Regions from separate parts of the Zea mays genome. Here regions 2 and 3 are each linked to region 1. The links are chromatin contacts, called in public Hi-C maps. All regions are on one chromosome and are shown on one strand. The core of a region is the stretch at or near the end of the contact, and the rest is flanking DNA. Distances in the headings are between cores, read along the strand shown. Region 1 holds the start of LOC100191649. Region 2 holds the start of LOC100192606 (NAD(P)-binding Rossmann-fold superfamily protein). Region 3 holds the start of LOC100274113.

Region 1 (4,308 bases), core at 1,278-3,777:
TTGTGCCATGCTTTACATTGCACAAGGGGTAGTTTACCAGATTCCTGATTTGGAAGGGCTGACGGAGCCTCGCTAACTTCCTGCTGACCCTTGGCCCCTTTCTTGGTTTCCTTACCGGTGTTCTTGGCAACTGCTTCCTTTGCGGTGGTGTTTTTGACTGGATTCCTGTTACAGGAGCCTCTGATCCTTGCACCAGGATTTACTTTCTGAATGCTCTCTTTCTTTACAGCTTCCTTGCTTTCAGTAGCATCAGAGTTCAGTGACCTTGGCTTCAGGTTACCATTCGGTGACGCATTTGTGGCAGTACGAGCAGCCTTGTCAGACTTTTTTGGTTGCTGTGAGGGCTCTGCAGAGATCTTCAGCTTCTCAAAATCATCCAAAATATCATAAACCTGGAGAATGTCCTTAACTGGGTCCTCCAATTCTGTCGCCAGGCCATGCCGTGCTACGTAGGACTTGAGTTCTTCCCTCATCCGGTCCAAAGGCTGTATAAAAACACCCAACAATCTAATCTAATCACATCTATGTAACAAGCTTATTTGATAAAAAATTAACAAAACGAATAAACAAGAGATGCCCACCTCACATTCTGATTCAAGAGCAAGCTTAAAGAAGCCCAGAGAAACCGAGTGCTTGGAAGCAGCCTCTGCCAGCCTGATCTGTGTCATCCAGTACGAGATTGAAGAAAGCGTGCTGAACTTGCGCCTTGAGATGGACATGGACACTTCTGATGTCGGGGTATCAAACCTCCCCTGGCTTTCCGACCTCTTTGACCGAACCCCAGACACCGGAGTCACAGTTCCAGAAGGTGTTGGCCTTGGGCTAGCTCCTGGCTTGGTTTGTATTGAGTGCCTCCGTGGGGGTTTGGCAGAATTATCCTTCACAGAAAGGTCTAAACACATGCTCTTGCTGACATCTGAAGATGGTTTTGCCCTATATATAAGGAATCAGATGAAGAATGTTCTCTTAGAGCAAAAAAACTAGTAGCTCATATAAACGTTGCGATGGAAGTTGAGAGGTGCCCAGCTTAAATTATAGACAATTGTAGGTAAACTGACATAACACCAAACAATCAAATGCTTAGTTTTGAAGAGATAGCCTGCACATCTCTACTGTCTTGAAGGCTGACGGATGATCTTCCCATAGACTGCTTGAAGTTTTGATAGCTCACTAGCTCGGCATCGTGATGGGTAATGCACTAGTGCTGCTGAACAAATCAATGTGCAACTACCTAGACCTACTACACCTAAAGCTGTACACGCCTCTACTGTATATGAAGGAGACCCACAAAGAAACATCACAGAGTTACCTGTCTAAATTAGCTCCTATATATTTACAATGAGTTCAGAGACTTGAGCTCAGGAATAGGCAAAACTAAGATATGGCAAGTGGGAGTGTGGGACTGCAGGATTTTATCCAGCAAATCTCAGTTAGGCAGCTGAGACTAAGGGAACATTTGGTTTCTCTGACTAAAGATTAGTCTATGCCATATCAGATGTTTGAATATTAATTATAAGTATTAAATATAGACTTGATAAATTTATATCTCAGTGTTTAGTCTTTATTAATGTAACCAGACTATATTTAATACTCGTAATTGTCTTTCAAACATCCAACGTGACACGGACTAAACTTTAGTTGAGTGAAACCATAAACCCCCAGAATAGATCTACCCCTTGTTAACTACAACAACAAGGCCTGCTTTACTGCTTATAGATTGCCAGGGTTAATTTTTCTTCATAATATTCCTGAAATGGAATTGCACCTACTACCTTTGACATGCCAACAGATGCACCATCATTACTACTATATATAGTTTCATGTTGGCTATCATGGTCCCCATTTGGTCTCGAGAAAAAACACTATCCTCAGCTACTTTCTGAAGTAGGTAGGTCCAGCAAAAACCAACTGCAGAGCTATCATCCACTGTTCAAGAACAAATTACTAACGGATTGTTAAAATTGAATAGCGTCATTTGAACAGTTGCATCTCAGTAACCGTTAGCAATTTAGCACCCCACAAAGTGGGCCTATCAATAGGCATGCCCTACTCCTGCACGACAGAACTGCTAGGAACTATATTATCAGATTTGAACAAAACACAACAATCGCGGATCCACGAGTGAAATAAGATTGCACCCATCGTAAGATGTGGAAAGGAAAGAAAAAAACAAAAGATGGCAGCAACGTGAAAACGCACCGTCGCGGAGCAGAGATGGTGGGAGGAGCATCAGCCGCCGGGGAAACGACCGCCGCCTTCCCCTTGCTCGCCGACCGCAGCGGGTACCGCAGCTTCGACGCCCTCGCCGCAGACCCTTCACAGATGATAAATAAAATCAACGACCGTAGCATGCACGCATCCGCCTGAAAACACACCGGAACAAGGTACAGAAATAGGAATCTCCGTACCGCCGCCAGCCGATTGTTCGCCGGAAGTGACCATCGAGCTCAAACCCCGCCGCCCGCTCGCGCTGAACTACCACGGAGATTGGAGGAAACCAGCGACCGGAGGTGAAACTTTCGACAGAGGTTTGGGGTCTCCGACTCCCCGTATTTGGCGAAAGAGGAGCGTATAAATAACGGCGGCGCAGCCACTCACAGAGTCACAGATGGTGTGCATACCCGCGTGCCCCCGCGGGATAACTCTTACGCCGGCGTGCGGGGCCTGTTGGGGTTTGTGGGTCCACCTGTCAGTGAGTGAGGGTGGTTTGAGTTGCGTGGCTTGCCGTATGAGCGGGACGAGGAGCGGAGCGGGGAGTGGGGCGTTACCAACCCATCCGCAGCGCCGTTTGAATCGCGAGGCGCGGGGCGGGAAAAGAGGTGGAGGGCCGGCCGTTGGCGAGGACGTCGCGTCGGCAGCGGGATTTGGAAATTCGAATCGGAGTAAATGGCGTCTGTTAATATAATGACCGGTTCATGGTGGCCTGGTGGGCCGTAAGAAATTTGGTGAAGCAAAAAGAGCAGGACACGAGGTTTTAAGGGCTGTGGGCCCGTTTTCATTAGCTGCTGGTGGTGGCAGGCAGAGCGACTGACGTTTGTGGATGGTGGACCAGCCCAAGTTCGATAAGGGCGTCCCCAACAAAGATAAGTCAGTCAGGTATTTAGGGGGTGTTTGGTTTGTAGGGACTAATGTTTAGTCCCTACATTTTATTCCATTTTAGTTCCAAAATTACCAAATATAGAAAGTAAAACTTTATTTTAGTTTCTATATTTAGCAATTTATAGACTAAAAAGGAATAAAATGAAGGGACTAAACATTAGTCCCTAAAACCAAACACCACCTTAGTAGTTCGTGTAAGCATAAGTCCTGTGTGAAAACAAGTCAAAAAAAAAATCTAAGCTAGTGTTTACTTCGTCGCTCGTTAACCTCGCGAGACGAGGCACAAATCATCGCTCGTCTCCCATCTCATTCGTCCACACGCGCAACGAGACACAAAAAATTAACTAATAAATACTCTCTTTGTCTAAAAATAGTGTTTGTTTTATCTCTTGATTTTTATATATGTATTCAACTAAATTATGATGAATTTAGATATATATAGAACACATGCATTAAATATTGTATGAATCTACTCCTTTAGTTCATAAATATTTGACACTGTTGACTTTTTTAAAAAAAATTTTGACTACTCGTCTTATTTAAAAAAATAATGAGTTATCATTTATTTTGTTGTGATTTGTTTTATCTTTTAAAGTAGTCTATGCTTGATTAAAATTTTTACATTTTTGAATAAATATTTTTGAATGAGTGGTCAAAGTTTTCGAAAAAAGTCAATGTTGTCGTATATTTGTGAATGTAGGTAGTATTAATTATTTAAAACGAATTTTAATTTAGGACCGAGGAAGTAGATAGCATAGTATAGCATTATCTATTAGTATCAACTATAAGAATGATATGGAGGCTTCCTAACTACCATCTAGCTAGGACCATTGCAGACGCCCTAATAACTGGCTTGGTCCATGAGTGGTTGTGTGCAACCTGTAGGAATGTTTGTGATGGTCTGATCGGCCATGATTCTACCCACAATTTGTGTAAAAGTTCAGAGAAGTTTGCATGCAATCACGCGTGTGCCGGCCAGCACAATACCACACTACCAGGGTGTGGTGGCATAGAAATGCTACGAGGCATTTACAAAGTTTTACTAGCATAAGAAAACCCGCTATGGTTTCAGGACAAAGAAAGCATAAGCCTTTTTTCACAGTGTATAACCCCATCGCAGTAATTACAGCCAGCACTATGCTCTGTAACGACACCTAGCCGTTTATCTCTTTTGGGAAAAGATTATATCATACTAGCTTTCCTAATTAA
Region 2 (4,308 bases), core at 745-3,244, 210 kb before region 1:
CACAACATCCAACGCAAATTGATGTCTTGATTTGCAGATCTGTTCACCGCTATCTCATTGATTTGCCAACTTCGCCTCGAATGAACCCTCATGGCATGTTTCATCACAAGCTTAAAAAGAAACAGGGCTTACTTGCTCCACTTCATCAATGAACTATGGTTCATCTCTTCAGACTACAGGCTAATATAATGTAAACGAAGGCAACCTAGAAAAATAATTACCTGTAAGTCTTTGTTCAGTGGCTCGGTGTACATGCCTCCTGATGCAACTGTGATGACACGAGCATCTGGTGCCGCTTTCTCCAATGACGGCATAACTAGCTCTGTTAAAGTGTATGTCGCAGCTACATTGACAGCAAAATTGAGCTCCAACCTGTTCCCAAAAAAAGGGAAAAGAAAAGAGCATGGATATGATTTTAGTGATAAAACTATTCATATGATGTATAAATTAATTGGCTGTTTGCAAACCAACATATCACTTACCCTTCTGCTGTAATCTCATGCTTGTGCTCTAGTAAGCCAGCATTGTTTACCTAGATGGCAAATTAATAGTTTTATATCAAAATTTGGTCAATCTGATTTAGAGAAACTTTAAAGCATTGACATAGAAACTAAAAGCAGCTGGGAAAGATGCAAAACGGCAGTGTGCTTGAAACAACAGTCCTCACCAAGACATGGAGTGGTTTATCCATCGAAGTGAACTTTGTTGCAAACGATTTTACTTGATTGATAGATGAAAGGTCACATATCTGCCACATGATAATAGTGTTGCGTCTTATTTTCTCATAACCATCACATATTAATATATTATTATGAAGAACAGTTGAATCTCCCAAACATGTTAGAGAATCAACAAGCATCATACCTCCAGATGAACATTTGCATTGCCAGTTTTGGATCTTATTTGGTTGAGAGCTGCCTCCCCTCTCTCCTTGTTACGACAGACCATATAGACGGTAGCACCACTGGTAGAAGAATAGAAACCAATATTTTTTTATAGGAATCACGTAATGAAATCAGTATTTTCTAGAACAAATCATCATTTTAAAAACAAAGAATAGATCCATACTGTGAAGCCAAACCCTCAGCCGTAGCAAAACCAATGCCAGAATTCGCTCCAGTTACTAGGCAATTTTTTCCATCCAACCGGATCTGCATATCCTCCTCTCTGAATTTCTTCGCATGCTCCCTGTAATAAAGGACACATTGCTTCATCATACGAAAAAAGCCACTGTCCTGTTCGTTTCAGAGGGGAGGGGGCCATCACCCGTCAGGGATTTATTGTTTTGCCATACACTACAAAATTTAATCGTTTACAGTGACAGCTCTAGACCATTTTGAGGATCAGGTTTTCTGTTCCACAAAACCCTTTAAATTACTGTTTGAAAATTGGGGTTTAATCCTGATGAAATTAAACTAAACATCCAGTGCGATGCCAAAATTTGGATCCCAAGGGGCCGTCAGCCTAGTTATCTTAGTCTAAATTCAATTTAAGGAACAATCGATTCCAACAAAGCCGGACTCGCAAGAAATTAGTATTCGACAGCAACGAACGCGGTCGCACAAAATTGTGCGAACTACAGAGAAAGGACGAATACTGGGGGGAGATGATTGAGGGGCCGGGGCTGAATGAGGCTTACAGGAAACCAGATTTTGTGAAATGGTTGAAGCCGTAGAGCCCAAACGCCGCCGTCCTCCATGCCTGCGCCCCCCATGAAAACACAATCAACGCAGATCACACACTCGTTAAAGCAACCAGAGCATGTCTGCTCGCGCATTATCTGCACGACAAACAATGATTGGAGACATGATAATCACCTTCTGGATAAACATCTTCGTCTTCCTCTCTCTCTCTCTCTCTCTCTCTCTCTCTCTCTCTCTCTCTCTCTCCTTCTTTCGCGCCAAGAAAACTCTGCAATTCCTTCGCTCTGTGGCCTTCTCGAAGGCGCGGACGGAGAAGGCAGAACAGCAGGATGGTCAAGAATCGAGAAGCCGCGCCTCGGTGGCCGATGCTGCGCCGCGCAAGATGGCAGGGGCGCAGGGGCAGGCCGTCCCCGCCTAGCCTCTCCGTCTCCACCAGCCGTGAGCCCGTGAGTGGCACGGCGTCCGTTGTGCTCGTGGGCCGCTGATGCAGCTTTCGGGTGAGCTGGGCTCCACGAGTGTCTTGCTTGGGTCTCGTTTTGGTTGGGGCAAACTGATTTGGGCCTGTTCGGTTTGTTGGATTCCGAGGAAGCGCTGCAAGACCCACGTCTAATTTTGGGCTTTCTTTTCAAAAAAATGGGCTTTCGGGATAGCAAGCATTTGGTTTCCAACAGTTTTTTCTATCCTGCCGTTTGGACAGATAATTGGCCATCATCGGTTTCTGAAAAGAAAATTAGCCGCCACGTCGATGCGGCAATTACATCGGCATGCGAGGACAGTACTACATCTACATGCGGTAATGACATCGGGATGCGACGAGGGTAGTTCGTATAAATTATGGCCTTGGCGATTAGGGCCATGGTAATTATTATTAAGGTGTGTATAACCATATTTAATATATGGTCTCTTAAGAGTTTATAAAGGACAGTGAAAAAATACAAAAAAAACTAGCTCTACGCAATAGCCCGTCTATTCACGACTCTTTATATATATTGCCTCCTAGCTGCATTTATTATCTAGAGTCTAAGGATTATATTGTACAATCTTTTATTTGTCTCTTGTATTCTAAAAAGTCTTCCATGCCCTTGCCGCCGCTCGAGTCGCGCCCGGCGCCAAGCGGTTGTGGCTGCGCCGCTATGCGTCACCATGCGTGAGCCGTGTTGCGCTGCGCTAGTCTGTCATGCAAGTCACTAGGGAGCAGCATAGTACACGTTTTGATGCCTATACAACCTAGATATCATGTTACATTTCTCCAAGCACTAGGAAATTCTTTCATACAACTTAATGTATTTAAAAGCAAGTATAATAAGGCTGACTAGACGGACTTCGAACAACTCCATGTTACAAAATCCTAAGTGGCAAGGTGGGAACACAAGAGAGGAAAGAAAGTGGATGTTTCATAAGGAGTTTAGCTTCAACGTATTATACGAGAAGAAAGAGCATGCTTATAGCCTGCTGCGGGAGTTAAGGTTGACTCTTTCTTTTTCTAGCCAATCTGAATTATTTTTCTTTCTAACTTAAAGTCATCTAAGCATAAACTTGCTATATATATTGTTGTATTCTTGGCTCTTGATGATGTGGCAAGAGTATGAAGCCTTCCGTTGGTTCTTCTATTAGCCTTATATCTTATTCACTAGAATCACTTAAGATATGTTTTATTTATGTGGGTTGTATGGCTGGAACTGTATCCAAATTTAGAGAACTATGCTAGGGACGTTTCTTTAACAAGATACGTATTGTGTTTTTTTACACTTACCCCCTTGATATCCCGTAAGATACGGGGTCATTTAAGTGGGTTGTACATGCCCTTATGGCGTAAGCTAGCCCTACCATCTGGTCTCGGTCGTTAGGATGTAATTGGCTCTAAATTTTTCAAAATTTAAGGGTTGGATCAAACTTTATTTTTATTTATTTATAAATTAAAATTAATTAAGGGACCAAATAATTTATGAACAAATATTTGGATTATGATCCATCACTACCCTTACAGGTACATGTACTGCTTGCGTTGTTTGGTTTATATAGGCAAAGAAAGGGATCGTGCCAACCACGAAGGTGTTATTTGGTTCGCTTGTTTTTACATGTTTAACCGATCACAACGTCAACCAATACATTAGTTTCTGTTTGTTTAATATTTACCCGATTCTGTTGTCGGGGCAAGCGATGTCGCCGGTGCTGAAATTCGATGCCGCTTGATTTATGTGTTATAGGATTGCTGTAACATTTTGAGTGACTACCTACTCAACCAAACAAAATAGGCAGGCAAGTGTTCAATTCTCACTACATTCGTTTATGCATTCACTTTGTGTTGTCGTTGCGGTTTGTGAGAGTGGCCTAAAGGGGTGAATATGCCACACCTGCAATTCTCAACATAAACTTCAAACTTTTGTGAGAAACGATAGTTCAACAGGGGAGGCTGGTTCAACCGATCTTGAGGCCGGTTAAACCGCAATTCACCTATTCAACTGCGAACTTAAATGAAACTACTCAGATCTACCAACAATAAATGCAGCGGAAGAGTTGGATTAAAACCAACTAGATGGATCAGAGATCTAAGATGATGAGAGACAAACACGATTTTTATCGAGGTTCGGTCACACCACCAAGGTGCCCTACTTTCTCGTTAAGGTGCCCACAAAGAGCTAGGTATCTTTCAACCCTAATCCTC
Region 3 (4,308 bases), core at 554-3,053, 150 kb before region 1:
CACCTCCGCACCCGGCACACCACATGCCTCGCCGACCATCGCGCACTGCTCCTCCTTGCTAGCTCTTCCCAGTAGCAAGCGACCGCGCGCGCATGCCGTGACCGTCTCCGGCGTGCCGGGCGGCCGCGCTCTCGGCTTGAGGTGGGTGACCCAAAAAAAAAAGCCTTCGCCTTTTCCGGTTCCCGCGGCGGGTTCTTGATCCAGGCAGCGGAGGTTGTTGTTGATAATAATGGCGCACCACCGGCGTGCCCGGCTCTTCTCTGCGGCTGTGGTCGTCGCCGCCGCGCTCGTGGCGCTGTCGGTCGGGACGGCCCAGCCGGCCGCGGCGCTGTCGCCGGACGGCAAGGCGCTGCTGTCGCTGCTGCCCGGCGCGGCGCCGTCGCCCGTGCTGCCGTCGTGGGACCCCAGGGCCGCGACGCCGTGCTCGTGGCAGGGGGTCACGTGCTCGCCGCAGAGCCGGGTGGTGTCCCTCTCGCTGCCCGACACCTTCCTCAACCTGTCCTCGCTGCCGCCGGCCCTCGCCACGCTCTCCTCGCTGCAGCTGCTCAACCTCTCCGCCTGCAACGTCTCCGGCGCCATCCCGCCCTCGTACGCGTCGCTCTCCGCGCTGCGGGTCCTCGACCTCTCCTCCAACGCGCTCACCGGCGACATCCCCGACGGGCTCGGCGCGCTCTCGGGGCTCCAGTTCCTGCTCCTCAACTCCAACCGTCTCACCGGCGGCATCCCGCGCTCGCTCGCCAACCTCTCCGCGCTCCAGGTGCTCTGCGTCCAGGACAACCTCCTCAACGGCACCATACCGGCCTCGCTGGGCGCGCTCGCCGCGCTCCAGCAGTTCCGCGTCGGCGGCAACCCGGCGCTGTCGGGCCCCATCCCGGCCTCGCTCGGCGCGCTCTCCAACCTCACCGTCTTCGGCGCCGCGGTCACCGCGCTCTCCGGTCCCATCCCCGAGGAGTTCGGCAGCCTCGTCAACCTCCAGACGCTGGCATTGTACGACACCAGCGTGTCCGGGTCTATACCCGCCGCGCTCGGCGGCTGCGTCGAGCTGCGCAACCTCTACCTTCACATGAACAAGCTCACCGGCCCGATACCGCCGGAGCTCGGGAGGCTGCAGAAGCTCACCAGTCTGCTCCTCTGGGGCAACGCCCTCTCCGGGAAGATCCCGCCGGAGCTATCCAACTGCTCCGCATTGGTGGTGCTCGACCTGTCGGGCAACCGGCTTACCGGCGAGGTGCCCGGGGCGCTCGGCCGGCTCGGCGCGCTCGAGCAGCTGCACCTATCGGACAACCAGCTCACGGGGCGCATACCGCCGGAGCTCAGCAACCTGAGCAGCCTCACCGCCTTGCAGCTCGACAAGAACGGCTTCTCTGGCGCGATCCCGCCGCAGCTTGGAGAGCTGAAGGCGCTGCAGGTGCTGTTCCTCTGGGGCAACGCGCTGTCTGGCGCGATCCCGCCGTCCCTGGGCAACTGCACCGACCTGTACGCGCTGGACCTGTCAAAGAACCGCTTCTCCGGCGGCATCCCCGACGAGGTGTTCGGGCTGCAGAAGCTCAGCAAGCTGCTCCTCCTGGGCAACGAGCTCTCCGGTCCGCTGCCCCCGAGCGTCGCCAACTGCTTATCATTGGTGCGCCTCCGGCTCGGCGAGAACAAGCTCGTGGGCCAGATACCCAGAGAGATCGGCAAGCTGCAGAACCTGGTGTTCCTGGACCTGTACTCAAACAGGTTCACCGGCAAGCTGCCAGGCGAGCTCGCCAACATCACGGTGCTGGAGTTGCTGGACGTGCACAACAACAGCTTCACCGGTGGCATCCCGCCGCAGTTTGGGGAGCTCATGAACCTAGAGCAGCTCGACCTGAGCATGAACGAGCTCACCGGCGAGATACCGGCGAGCTTTGGTAACTTCAGCTACCTCAACAAGCTGATCCTCAGCGGCAACAATCTGTCCGGGCCATTGCCCAAGTCGATTCGGAACCTGCAGAAACTGACAATGCTGGACCTGAGCAACAACAGCTTCTCCGGCCCCATACCGCCGGAGATCGGCGCGCTGTCGAGCCTGGGCATCAGCCTGGACCTGAGCTTGAACAAGTTCGTCGGCGAGCTGCCTGACGAGATGTCCGGTTTGACGCAGCTGCAGTCCCTCAACCTCGCGAGCAATGGCCTCTACGGCAGCATCTCGGTCCTTGGTGAGCTCACCAGCCTGACTTCCCTCAACATCTCGTACAACAACTTCTCTGGCGCCATCCCAGTGACGCCGTTCTTCAAGACATTGTCGTCCAACTCCTATATTGGTAATGCCAACCTCTGTGAGTCCTACGACGGGCACTCCTGTGCGGCGGACACGGTTCGCAGGTCTGCCCTGAAGACGGTCAAGACCGTGATTCTCGTCTGCGGCGTTCTGGGGTCGGTGGCGCTGCTGCTTGTTGTGGTTTGGATTCTGATCAACAGGAGCAGGAAGCTGGCCAGCCAGAAGGCGATGAGCTTGTCTGGTGCTTGTGGTGATGATTTCTCCAACCCCTGGACGTTTACGCCGTTCCAGAAGCTTAACTTCTGCATCGACCACATCTTGGCATGCCTAAAGGACGAGAACGTGATCGGCAAAGGTTGCTCGGGGGTGGTGTACAGAGCTGAGATGCCGAACGGGGACATCATCGCAGTGAAGAAGCTCTGGAAGGCCGGCAAGGACGAGCCGATCGACGCCTTTGCAGCTGAGATCCAGATTTTGGGGCACATCAGACACCGGAACATCGTGAAGCTACTCGGCTACTGCTCTAACAGGTCTGTCAAGCTCCTGCTTTACAACTACATCCCCAACGGCAACCTGCTGGAGCTCCTGAAGGAGAACAGGAGCCTGGACTGGGACACGAGGTACAAGATCGCCGTCGGGACGGCGCAGGGCCTGGCCTACCTGCACCACGACTGCATTCCAGCGATACTCCACAGGGATGTCAAGTGCAACAACATACTGCTCGATTCCAAGTATGAGGCCTACTTGGCTGATTTTGGGCTGGCCAAGCTGATGAACTCCCCAAATTACCATCACGCCATGTCACGCATTGCCGGTTCTTATGGATACATTGCTCCAGGTAAGCTAGTTTTTTTTGCTGTTACTGTTAATCAGCATTTAGCTGTTCTTATTTCTTCAGCAATTAGACGTAGTAGTGTACAAGAACAGCAACCCTAATTAATGCCACAGGTCAGTAGTTCTTTGGTAATGCTGCTGCTAAGCGAGAATCTTTGACCTGTGGTTGCTTCTAGCAACCTTAACCTTGTTCTTCATCAGTTGCTTGTAGCTTAAGCTGGTAACAGTGATCACTCTGTCTCGACACTAATGAAGTTTGTCCTAGTCCTGACTAGTTCCTCACATCACTAGTATCCTTTTGGTCAGTTGGAGGATATTGTTTCTACATAGTATTATATATATTTTTTGCTTGATAGATCACATATATGACTGAATGATCATCTTCAAAAGACTCTGAATTGTTTACACATGTGTGCTACATTTCAGAGTACGCGTACACGAGCAACATCACGGAGAAGAGCGACGTTTACAGCTACGGCGTGGTGCTGCTGGAGATCCTAAGCGGGCGGAGCGCCATAGAGCCAGTGCTGGGTGAGGCCAGCCTGCACATCGTGGAGTGGGCGAAGAAGAAGATGGGCAGCTACGAGCCGGCGGTGAACATCCTGGACCCGAAGCTGCGGGGCATGCCGGACCAGCTGGTGCAGGAGATGCTGCAGACGCTGGGCGTGGCCATCTTCTGTGTTAACACGGCGCCCCACGAGCGGCCGACGATGAAGGAGGTGGTGGCGCTGCTCAAGGAGGTGAAGAGCCCGCCCGAGGAGTGGGCCAAGACCTCGCAGCAGCCGCTAATCAAGCCCGGCAGCCAGCAAGGGTGACCGTTACCGACGGCGTTGGACCGGTTTATGGTTTCGCATGGTTGGCGGAGCAACAGGATCGAGCATTCGTTGTAGTGAGAGTGACGCAGATTGCAACAGGTAGAAGAAAAGAAGGGAAGCAGAGTAGTTTTTTTTTTTTTTTTGATAATTCAAGGGCTAGGCGGCTAGCTTAGCTTTGGTTAGGCGATTCTTGTACAGTACCGGATGGTCTCGCAGCCCGTTTTAGCAGGGGAACTTGATGAATGAAAACTTATCTTGCAATACATCCGTGTTCGGTTTGCATCTTCTGGTAGATGCAAAATGTTGCTCAGTACAACCTGTCAGCCGACATTTTTTGCACGTGAAAGTTGAATTTAAATTTTGTTGAGTTACATGCGACAACCAATTTACCCAGAAACTTAAGTTAAATTATAAGAA

Evidence for each region. A called contact is a pair of places that touch in the nucleus more often than the background predicts.
Region 2: a Hi-C map of tassel shows a contact between it and region 1, with 4 times the contacts expected there. The contact joins the promoter of LOC100192606 here to the promoter of LOC100191649 in region 1. A contact is called at or near these places in 3 of 25 Hi-C or Micro-C datasets (ear, root tip and tassel).
Region 3: a Hi-C map of bundle sheath shows a contact between it and region 1, with 3 times the contacts expected there. The contact joins the promoter of LOC100274113 here to the promoter of LOC100191649 in region 1. A contact is called at or near these places in 8 of 25 Hi-C or Micro-C datasets (bundle sheath, ear, endosperm and 4 more).

The regions. Positions count from the first base shown.
Region 1 is chr9:94,127,223-94,131,530 of Zm-B73-REFERENCE-NAM-5.0, forward strand. LOC100191649 reads right to left here and starts at 2,528. Exons shown (of 6, transcript NM_001137078.1): 1 at 2,409-2,528; 2 at 2,200-2,314; 3 at 582-933; 4 at 38-485. The coding sequence starts at 2,442.
Region 2 is chr9:93,918,935-93,923,242 of Zm-B73-REFERENCE-NAM-5.0, forward strand. It overlaps LOC100192606 (NAD(P)-binding Rossmann-fold superfamily protein), which reads right to left and starts at 1,995. Exons shown (of 10, transcript NM_001365538.2): 1 at 1,818-1,995; 2 at 1,640-1,701; 3 at 1,069-1,188; 4 at 865-964; 5 at 668-748; 6 at 483-532; 7 at 222-372. The coding sequence starts at 1,832.
Region 3 is chr9:93,976,664-93,980,971 of Zm-B73-REFERENCE-NAM-5.0, forward strand. It overlaps LOC100274113, which reads left to right and starts at 1,804. Exons shown (of 2, transcript NM_001148492.1): 1 at 1,804-3,080; 2 at 3,503-4,150. The coding sequence starts at 1,829. The coding sequence ends at 3,891.